2 separate regions of the Sorghum bicolor genome follow, and region 2 is linked to region 1. The links are chromatin contacts, called in public HiCAR-type maps. All regions are on one chromosome and are shown on one strand. The core of a region is the stretch at or near the end of the contact, and the rest is flanking DNA. Distances in the headings are between cores, read along the strand shown.

What was found. HiCAR-type assays count read pairs that join an accessible place to other places.
Region 2: a contact with region 1 is called in a HiCAR-type map of leaf, with 9 times the contacts expected there. The contact joins the promoter of LOC8070396 here to the promoter of LOC8080905 in region 1. A contact is called at or near these places in 2 of 4 Hi-C or Micro-C datasets (leaf and leaf mesophyll) and 1 of 1 datasets of contacts at active chromatin or transcription factors (leaf).

What each region holds. Positions count from the first base shown.
Region 1 is chr7:6,466,553-6,471,717 of Sorghum_bicolor_NCBIv3, forward strand. It overlaps LOC8080905 (vacuolar protein sorting-associated protein 18 homolog), which reads left to right and starts at 2,651. Exons shown (of 23, transcript XM_002443903.2): 1 at 2,651-2,987; 2 at 3,081-3,293; 3 at 3,373-3,512; 4 at 3,597-3,692; 5 at 3,967-4,034; 6 at 4,136-4,237; 7 at 4,937-5,075. The coding sequence starts at 2,816. LOC8069680 (double-strand break repair protein MRE11) reads right to left here and starts at 1,570. Exons shown (of 22, transcript XM_021465549.1): 1 at 1,503-1,570. The coding sequence starts at 1,570.
Region 2 is chr7:6,628,425-6,633,141 of Sorghum_bicolor_NCBIv3, forward strand. It overlaps LOC8070396 (zinc finger BED domain-containing protein RICESLEEPER 1), which reads left to right and starts at 3,156. Exons shown (of 5, transcript XM_021464980.1): 1 at 3,156-3,307. The coding sequence starts at 3,171. LOC8069689 reads left to right here and starts at 377. Exons shown (of 5, transcript XM_021464982.1): 1 at 377-823; 2 at 957-1,052; 3 at 1,182-1,230; 4 at 1,334-1,463; 5 at 2,469-2,887. The coding sequence starts at 425. The coding sequence ends at 1,431.

The DNA.
Region 1 (5,165 bases), core at 1,401-3,900:
TCCAACCATGGAGTAACTAGGATCAAAAGATTCGTCTCGCAAATTACAGACAAACTGTATAATTAGTTATTTTTTTATTTATATTTAATGCTCTATGTATGCGTCCAAATATTCGATGTGATGAAGAATCTTGAAAAATTTTGAGAACTAAACAAGGCCTAAAAGATTGATAGGGTAGCTTAGGCCTTAGGTTTTGAAGATAGGAGAGACTGGAGGCAGCAGGGAAGCCAACATTCTTAACTATATATAAGCAGCAATCACGTGTAAGGTCGTTGCACCGACGAAACAGGATTGGAAAAGGATTGGTTAATGAGCGGCGTTGTGATAGATCCTGTCCTAATCCAACATACCCGTTAGCAGTCTTTTGATAGTTTGGACAAAAGTCACTGACATCCCAACTCCTTGTTGTATAATAAAGATAACTACATATATATGATGGTAAGAAGAAAAGAAAATTTAAACATGATTTTGGTATTGATTTATCTGGTGAGTTTAGCTTTATACATGTCATTATGGAAGTTCCACAAAAATAACTACGTACTCATAATGTGGAAGTTTTTTTTTAAACCTACTCATAATGTGGAAGTTAATCATGAGTGCATGCAAACGGTCTCTGGTCTCATATACTCCGAAATTAAAGGAGCACCGTGAGGGGGATAGATCGCTGCATTATTGCTACATGCTTACGGCCTCTGGTCTCATATACTCCGAAATACGATTCTGGTATATTCATTTGGGCCTTGTTTAGTTCCAAAAAATTTTGCAAAACAGGCACTGTAGCATTTTCGTTTGTATTTGACAAATATTGTCTAATCATGCACTAACTAGGCTCAAAAGATTCGTCTCGTCAATTTCGACCAAACTGTGCAATTAGATTTTATTTTCGTCTATATTTAATACTCCATACATGCGTCTAAAAATTCAATGTGACGGGAAATGTGAAAAATTTTGCAAAATTTTTTGGGAAGTAAACAAGGCCTTGGTCGAAAAAGTGATGAAATGGAGATAAGAAGTCGCATAGTGGCAAAATGGATAAAATATAATAAAGCCGAAAAAAAAATGAAACGACGCGAGGAAAATTTAAAGAAATCGAGGTTGTCAAGGTGCGTGGTATATATATGTGTAAAAAAAAATGCAAAATCAAATACAACTCTAAATCTGCTGATGTAGGCTGAGATATATACATCGATATAATATGGTGGAGGAACCAGGATCCTAAATTCCAAATTAGAACTCTAGAAGAAGAACCAACAACGCATCAGATCGTAGTAGAGCTAGCTGAAGCCTGAAGGAAAAAGCCAAAACAAAACAAAACAAAAAACAACGCATCAGATCGTAGTGCAGCTAGCAGAGGAAGGGCGCTGAACTGCACATGCATGCCCTAGCTAATCGAACTCTCTAACCAATCAATCTAGTAGCTAATTAACACAGCAACGCGCCGCGCGCGGCGGCCGGCCTGCAGGCAGATCGATCAGCTACTAGCAGAGCTAGGGCACACTCACATCCTGGCGCTGCCGTCCGTCGTCGTCGCCGGCCCCGTCGCCGGCGCCGGCCGGGGAGATCCAGCCATCCGGTGATGCGGCAAGCCCAGAGTGCCTCACTGAGTCACTGGTCAGCTCGAAGGCTTCTACTGCAAGCTCCTCGCTTCTGTTGCAGGTATAATAAGAGCAACTCCAACCATTATGCAAATAGACTTGGCATTTACCGAAATGCATAAAACTCCAAAAAAAACCCCTCCAATCGTTATGCATTTGGACTTTGTATTTTACATAGCTATGCATTTGGAGGGGGAAACTTGGCATATATGCCAAAGGAGTCCGGCTATGCAAATAAAGATCACGGGATTCTCGGTTCCACCTCGCGGGCTTTTTTCTTCCCTTCGCGCGGTTTCCCTTCGCGCCACCACCACTTCGCGCGATAGGAGAAGCATCGCGCGTCCTCCTTCGCCAGCTTCGCGCGCGCGTTTGGACGAAGCAGCGCACAATAGGACGACGCAGCGCGCGATAGGACGAATCTACGACGCAACGGCTTGACTGATGGCGGCGACCTGCCTTGACGACGAACTGATGGCGGTGACCGGAAACTGATGGGGAACAGGACCTGATGGAGATCGAGCCAAGGGGCGAACCTGTACGACGACGAACTGATGGCCAACAGACGACGAACTGGTACGGTGAACGGGAACTAACGGAACGGGAGATCGGTACTGCGATCGGTACTGCGAACGAGAACGACGAACTGCGCAGCTCACGATCGGTACTGTGCGGCTGTTTGGCGCGGGATCGATTGGCCGCGCGGGAAGGAGTGCCGCGAAACAAAATTTCCTGAAAAAAAATATGATGGACTTGGCATTTTGCATAACGGTTGGAGATCACCCGATTTTAGCCTTGCCATTTTCATTTGGGGGTTTGCAATTTGCCTAAAATGCATAACTTCAAATGCATAATGGTTGGAGATGCTCTAAGCTCGCGACGCGAGAGTGCGGGAGCGGGTAACCTTCCAGTACAAGCCAACGCCATCCCGTGATCTGAACTTTGGGCCTGGGCTCAGAACGGATTTGGATCGGATGAAGCGCCACGGGAACGTGGAGGCCCATACGGCCCACAGCCCAGCAGCGCCGGCGATCCATCATCCCTCTCCAGAGTCTCGATCGGCTCCTCGGCTCTGGGTCGTCGGCGAGCCCGCACACGCGACGCGACCGCCGCAGCGATCCCGCCCCGCCCGTCGGCGCCGGCGGACCTAGACCGCCTCCGCTCCGCAGCTTCTCGCTCAGGCCTCAGCAACTCTCGCTGACCCAACCCCCGTAGCTCCAGCCATGGAAGCCGGCGGAGGCGGAGGCCAGCTCTTCTCCGTGGACCCCTTGGAGCGCCAGGCCGCGCGGGGCCACGGCGTCGTCACCTCCATGGCTGCCGGAAGCGACGTCATCGTCCTCGGCACCTCCCGCGGCTGGCTCGTCCGCCACGACTTCTCCTTTGAGGACGCCCACGGTAAAGTCTCCCCCCCACCCTCGCGCTTCCTCCCCTCCCCCTTTCTGCATCCCGGCATCGCCTCACCGCCCCGCATACTCTCACCTCCTGCAGATCTCGACCTCGGGAGCGGCCGCTCCGGCGACCACTCCGTGCACCGGGTGTTCCTGGACCCCGGCGGCAAGCACTGCGTCGCCACGGTGGTCCACCCGGGGGGCGTCGAGACGTACTACCACCACGCGAGGTGGCCGCGACCCAAGCCGCTCCCCCGCCTCCGGGGCCTCCTCGTCAATGCCGTCGCCTGGAACCGCCAGTCCATCACGGAAGGTGGTCCCCGATCCCCCCTCCTCTCGATTCAATCATCATCATCATCTATTGGATGATCGTCTGATTGTGGGTGCTGCAGCGTCGACCAAGGAGGTGATCCTGGGCACCGAGAGCGGCCAGATCTTCGAGATGGCCGTCGATGAGGCTGACAAGAGGGAGAAGTATGTCAAGCCGCTCTTCGAGCTCACTGAGCAAAGGGAGGGCATCAAGGACCTGCAGGTTTCAGATACTGTCGATTGCTGATGCTAAATACATTCTTCTGCTTTCACTTTAGTGGCCGTGATTGAGCAGTTGGTTGTGCAGATGGAGACTGCTGTGGTTGGAAATTCCACAAGATACTATGTCATGGCTGTCACTCCGACACGGCTCTACTCTTTTACTGGCATTGGTTCACTAGAAGTAAGTATTAATTCTCATGCATTTTGATTGGTATGTTGAGGGATTATCCTGGTTAAATTACTTGGGAAGGAGAGTTTGCTAGCTAGCTTGAGTCTTTGATGTCCTCGTCAGTGTCAGTGCTTATGTTCAAATGATGTGGTGCTTATGTTTTGACTTTGAATGCTTTATTTTTTGGAGAGCAACATCACACATTATACATTTTGTTTGAAAAGGGCTTTCCATTGTATTTTGTATTGAAATTTGTGATGTCTCTAATAACAACTATACTGCACAGACTGTTTTTGCTAGTTATTCCGATCGTGCCATACACTTCATGGAGCTCCCAGGAGAAATACCTAATAGGTAACCAATGTGATTTCTACAGTGCTCAAGAGTAGGAAGCTGCATTTATACACAGTATTTTTGTGTGTTTCTAACATATGTGCCCATTTGATGCCACCCAGTGAACTACATTTCTTTATCAAACAAAGAAGGGCTAAACACTTTGGATGGCTTTCTGGATCTGGAATTTATCATGGTGAACTGAATTTTGGGGCACAACACAGGTGAACCACTGAATTAACCTTATACTCTAGTACAAGTTGGCTAAGCCTTGGCTTGGCTCATTAGTCATGTAATCTACCCCTCCGTTCCCAAATGCAAAATATTCTTTTGGGAATACATGGTTATACTATTGAACTCTGACTACTAATGTGTAATAGCATCTTGCTTGCCATATATGTAGATTGCACATTGTTGAAATCTCAACACTTGTAATTAGCTTTGAACACTGATACTGCGATATGAGTTAGCTATCATCAGCTTCTATTTGGAGCAGGAGTACATCATATAAGATGGTACCAGTTTGATGTTTTGCTTATTCGACTCCAAAGATGCAGCAAATTTGAACTTCATAACCAAATGTTGCTACTTGAGCTTCTCTTTAGTAGTAGAGTTGTAGCTTACATTGAATAACATGTCTCTTTCCAAAAAAGAAGCTCTGTCACTCGCCTGGTTGCTAACGAATTTGAGTTGGCCAATGGAACTGCTTACATATATTTTGACAATAAACCTCATCTCAAGAAGCTATGCCAAATTAATTCTCAGACAGTTTGAAGAGTTTTTCTCATTAGGTCACCATATCTTTACAGTGCTACTTTTTTAGTGTAATAATCCATCACCAAAGCATTTAATTAAAGGAAACACAATCTACTTTTCTGGATTTTTCTGCACTTTGTTTTTCCTAAATAAATTTTGTTTTCCAGCTCTACTAGTGGAGATGAGAACTTTGTGGAGAATAAGGGTTTTTTTGACTATTCAAAATTGGGGGATTCCGGAATTAAACCAAGGTCATTTGCATTGTCTGAATTCCATTTTTTGCTTCTGATTGGGGACAAGATTAAGGTATAAGTTTCTCAAAAGTTTTATCTTTTCACCATTTCCCTGTAATTTGTTTTGCATTCTCACACTATGTTTTCTTTCCCACCATGGTCT
Region 2 (4,717 bases), core at 1,906-4,405, 160 kb after region 1:
TTTGAAACTAAACAAGGTCTGAGTTTTATTCACATTAAATAAGCTGCCACATAGTCATTTTGGATGACAGGTAAGAGAGAAGAAATGAATTTTATCTAGATGAAACTCTCTTTGCACGATTATCAACTCTGTGAGTCTTGAAATTAAATGTCTATAAAACTATGAATGAAACTCTCAGTGGGTGTTCTATCGACACCCTTAAAAACAAAACAACCTTATGAAACTGGTCTAAACGTTGCTGGGAGGCGCGAGGTTGCCTATTCACTGACCGTGGGTCCCACGTGAACTGAGCCCACAAGTTCGTCGTCTGCCGTTGCGTTCATAAAGCGTGCTCTGCTCCCCTCACCGTTCAAATTTCAAATTTCTTCTGCACGCTTTCCACCCACGAAGAGACGGTAGTATCGCAGGAGAGCCCGAGTCGGCCATGGCGAGGCCGAGAGCTACCACCACCGCAGCCTCCTCCAAGCCCAAGCCGAAGGCCAAGCCCAGGTCCAGGGCCAAGCCCAAGGTGGCGACGCCCAGCCCCGTCTCCCTGCTCTCCTCCGGCGTCTCCTCGCCTTCCGCGTGCCGCACGCCGTCCCCTGCCGCCGCCGCCGCCGCCGCCGATCTCAGCTTCCGCCTCTCGCCGTCGTCCCCGCCGGCGAAACCCGGGACCAGGAACTCTTCGCCCCTCGCCGCCCCCGCTGCCACGTCCACCATCGGAGACCTGAGGAGCCTCGCCGCGTCCCACCTCGAATCCCTCAAGCGCCGCCTCGACGCGCTCCACGGCGACTACGTCCGCGACCTCGAGGCCTTCCACTCTCGCATCTCCAAGCGCGTCAAGGTAGCTGGTCTCCGTTCCCTGCATCTGCATATCTCGCTCGCTCTCTCCTTTGGTTGCTTCGTCGAGTTCATCATGTGTGGATGTGTGATAGTGATGACTGATGCCATCTTCTCCCCGCGTGCCCTGCGCTCAGATGCAGTCCCACGGCTGCCTGCAGCTGGCGGAGGAAGCGGACAAGGAGCAGAAGAAGATGGCCGACAAGATCGCCGAGCATGCCGAGTTGGTGAAGGTACCCCCCGATCTCGTTCCCTTACGTTTGCCATCGCTATTCCATCATAGACGTAACTGACTCTGTTATTGCTGGTCGCTTGTGTTGACCTGAATTCTGAATTTTCTGGTGCTTTTCCGTGAATCGCAGACCTCGTACAAGAAGTTCGTGGCTGAGGTGCAGGCATCCACATCTCGTGGTACTTTTGCAGACGGAAACAACATATTTCTCTGAATTTCAGTTCAGTTCCATGTGTTTCTCTCTTCAACATGTTGTGTTCTAACTTTGGTGGTGTCGACCAGTGTGCAAGGTGACCGTCCCTGAGATGGCGAAGTCTGCGGAGAGGACTATTGATGGCTTGCGCAGTCGCTACAACATCTCCGCTACACCATCAGCTTAGCCAGCGATTCCGGTTGTGTTCATACCAACTGAGTAGGTAAAATCATTTATCCACATGTTGTTCACTGCCGTATATCTGATATTTCTAGTGACTGTTTATAGTGTCAAAAGGAGTAGTGCGTACATTTGATGGATGATGGGTACTGCTCTAGTGTTCTGGCCCTGCCTGGAGCTAGATCGTCCTGCTGGGGTGGTGGGGTAGTGTTGTGATGTCCTGGTACTATATTAGTGTTGTTCGTATGCTTCATTGACGAACCAATGTGGGTTACCACACTGCTCACTGCTGTACTTGTAGCTGGTTATACTGCTGGTTGACAACCATGCGCTCTGAGTTTGTATGTTGCGAAAAAAAACTTGGATACTGAATTTGCTTCACCGTCTTGATTTGCTTTTGAGAACATTGTTAGGAATTTTGATTTCGGAATAACCACTAGCCAGTTTGTCAAATAAGAGTTTCTGACTTCATTGGTGTGAATTTGGTCAAAAGAGAGGTGAGAGGAACTTGTCCATGTCAAGAGCTAGAATATTCTTGACTTTGACTTTTTTTGGGCAATGTCTTTTTTATTCAAAGTCCGAACTCCTATGATTTATTTTCATAAATCAGAACCATGTCATTTATTGGATGTAGCAATTGCACTTTCAACAATTCCAGCATGATAACACTGTAGGCAAATAACATATATGAAGGATCTGTTTTTTGCTTGGAAGAGGCACTATCATTTTTTGCTTGAAGGTGTCGTTATGGCATTATGCTAATGATGTTGGGATTTTTTTTGATATCGATGTTGTGTTGGTCAAATCAAGTTTTCAAACAAATGGGTTTGCCAGATATTCTTAGTTTTCTAAAAATACCCACCTTATTGGTCCTTCCTGCCAATTTTTATCAGAACTGATCAATAATTAAATGTTATAATGGCAGGCATTGTTACAGTTCCTTAGGACACTGATAGCCAGCTTCTCGTTTGATGTTTGATGTTTTTGTTACATGTAGTAGTCAATCCCTACCTGGCTGATGCTTGTTTGTTTATTCTTGACCAGGTGCCGTTATCCACATCAATTGAGGTTAGCTTGTTGAGTTCTTCGATCGGCTTCGCAGCAGGGACATGCACATAATACAACCGTTGCACGAGTACATGATATAGTTCTTTGCTACATCTTCATTTTTTCAGATATTCCGAAAAAATGAATAATAGTTACTCCGATTCCTGGAACCTGTTTTTTGCTTCGTTGCATTTCTTGTGCATCCCATACGTAAGATGCTACTGTCGATGTACCTTCCAGGATCAGAACATCTAAGATTTGAATCATGTCTGTTCTAGTAGTACATTAGCTATCTCCTGAAGCCTGAATGATCAGTTTGTGTATGTATGTCAATTCACAACCAAAACTTCAGCTCTTGGTTTGTTCTCCTGAAGCAGCAGGGGTAATTTCATTTCGTACCTGCCAGTTGATTTTCACTCAATTGATTTCGTAAGATGTTTTAGTTGCTATGTTTGAATGAGAAGTCTAAAGGCGCAGATTAGCCACGCAGTTTGGATACGGTTTTAATTCCCCGTCTTCTGCTATCACAATGCTTGGGTTGGTTTCGTCCGTCAGGTCAGGTGCTGCTACGATGCAGTGAACTGAACAGCGTCACAATGCGTGGATTGGGCCAAAATGAGTTGTATGGGCTGGGTCACTGGGCGGAGTGGAAATGGGTTTCAACCGCTACCGGGCCGGGCCGGGTTGGGTTCACTGCAAATGCGGGTTGGGCGCGGGTCGGACTGGGTTACCCTGGTCCCTGGGCACGTCGGGTCGCTGCTGTCCGCTTCCGGCTCCCGCAGAGAGGAAAAGGCCCCGCCGCCGCCGCCGTTCCCGCATGACGTCCGTCGATCCAGGTGCGCCACCTCTAGCTCCCCTTCCCCATCTTATCCTCCGCGTCATCCCCTTCCCCGCCGAAGTACTGCGCGCCCATCTCGTATTTCTCGGCCGCCGCCACCCTGGCCGCCGCCGGGAGTCGCTAGCGGCGGGGACCCGTGCTGGGGTTGCGCGGGTGCCATCCCCACCACCTTCTTGGCGCCGCATACCTTGTATTTTATTCCGTAATTAAGTGAGGATTTTTGGGGCGATCGATTTTTCGCTTTGCTCGATCTGTTTTACAATTTGTAGCCCAATTCTTTCTCCATTATTATGAAGACTGGCCCCAGTGCTGCTAGTCTCGCTTAGTATTTTACAATTTGGTATGTACATATCGGCTATGGGTGTCTACCGGTCTAGAGTATAGAGTACATATGATCCATTTTTTTTTTACATAAGTTTAAGCAGTAAGTTACAAGTTCGAAGGATTCTCTCTTTCTGGTACTTTGTTTTTGATAAATTAGCCAAGTTTAGTGAAATATAGTTCATTATGAACTCTGAAGCACAAACTCCAGGAAGTTAAACTGTAGTTTTCTTTCAGTTTCAGCGCTGGTAGTGTGGCATCTGCATTTCTGTTTTTTTTTTCTTGATCTGGTTCCACTACATTGCTATGAACAGCATGAGTGTGAGTATGAGTTACATGGAGTTGAATATCAGCCCATTGTTGGCGGGGTGTTTTATTTGAAAATACGTAGATCGATCAGATTTCTCACAAGTTTAGCCCCTTTTTAAACAGTGAGTGTCGGTGTAGTTTGTTTTATCTTTTGGCAAGAACATCTCTAATTTTTTGCCAAAAAGAAAACTTTGAAAGTGCTGCTGCCATCATTTTCCTGAAAATAAGCGCTGCAAACTTCAAATATCCCAAGCAGCCAAATGGCTTAACAATTTGGGCCATATGAGTGGTTGCGTGGATGGTGTTCTCTATATCCTGAGCGAAAACTCCCTCCAGAGCTCACTTGAGCCCAGATGATGAACTGAGCGGGATCCAGCAAGCTCACCCCCAACACCCGTCCAGCTCCAACCTAACCCTACCTAGATCCCACCTTTGCTGCTCGCTTCGATCCTCAAATCTCTACACCAGGTTCTGCGACTTCCCTTGACTGGTGTGGTGGCACGCTTGCATTCCTTTCTTCACAGATCCCTTGCTGTGTTGTGTTTTTAAACAAAATTGAATTGTGTCCACATTTTTTTTCAAATGACAGGTACAGATATGCATATCTGTATTGGTGTTACATGACAGTTGAATGGGCCTTTTACGGAAATAAATATTATCAACACTGAATTGCACAACAAGATGTCGGATGCTTGACTGAGAAATCATTTCTATATGGGGCTGTTTGGATACCTGTAATTGTATCTCATTCCATGAATGGTTATAGATTTTTTTTAAC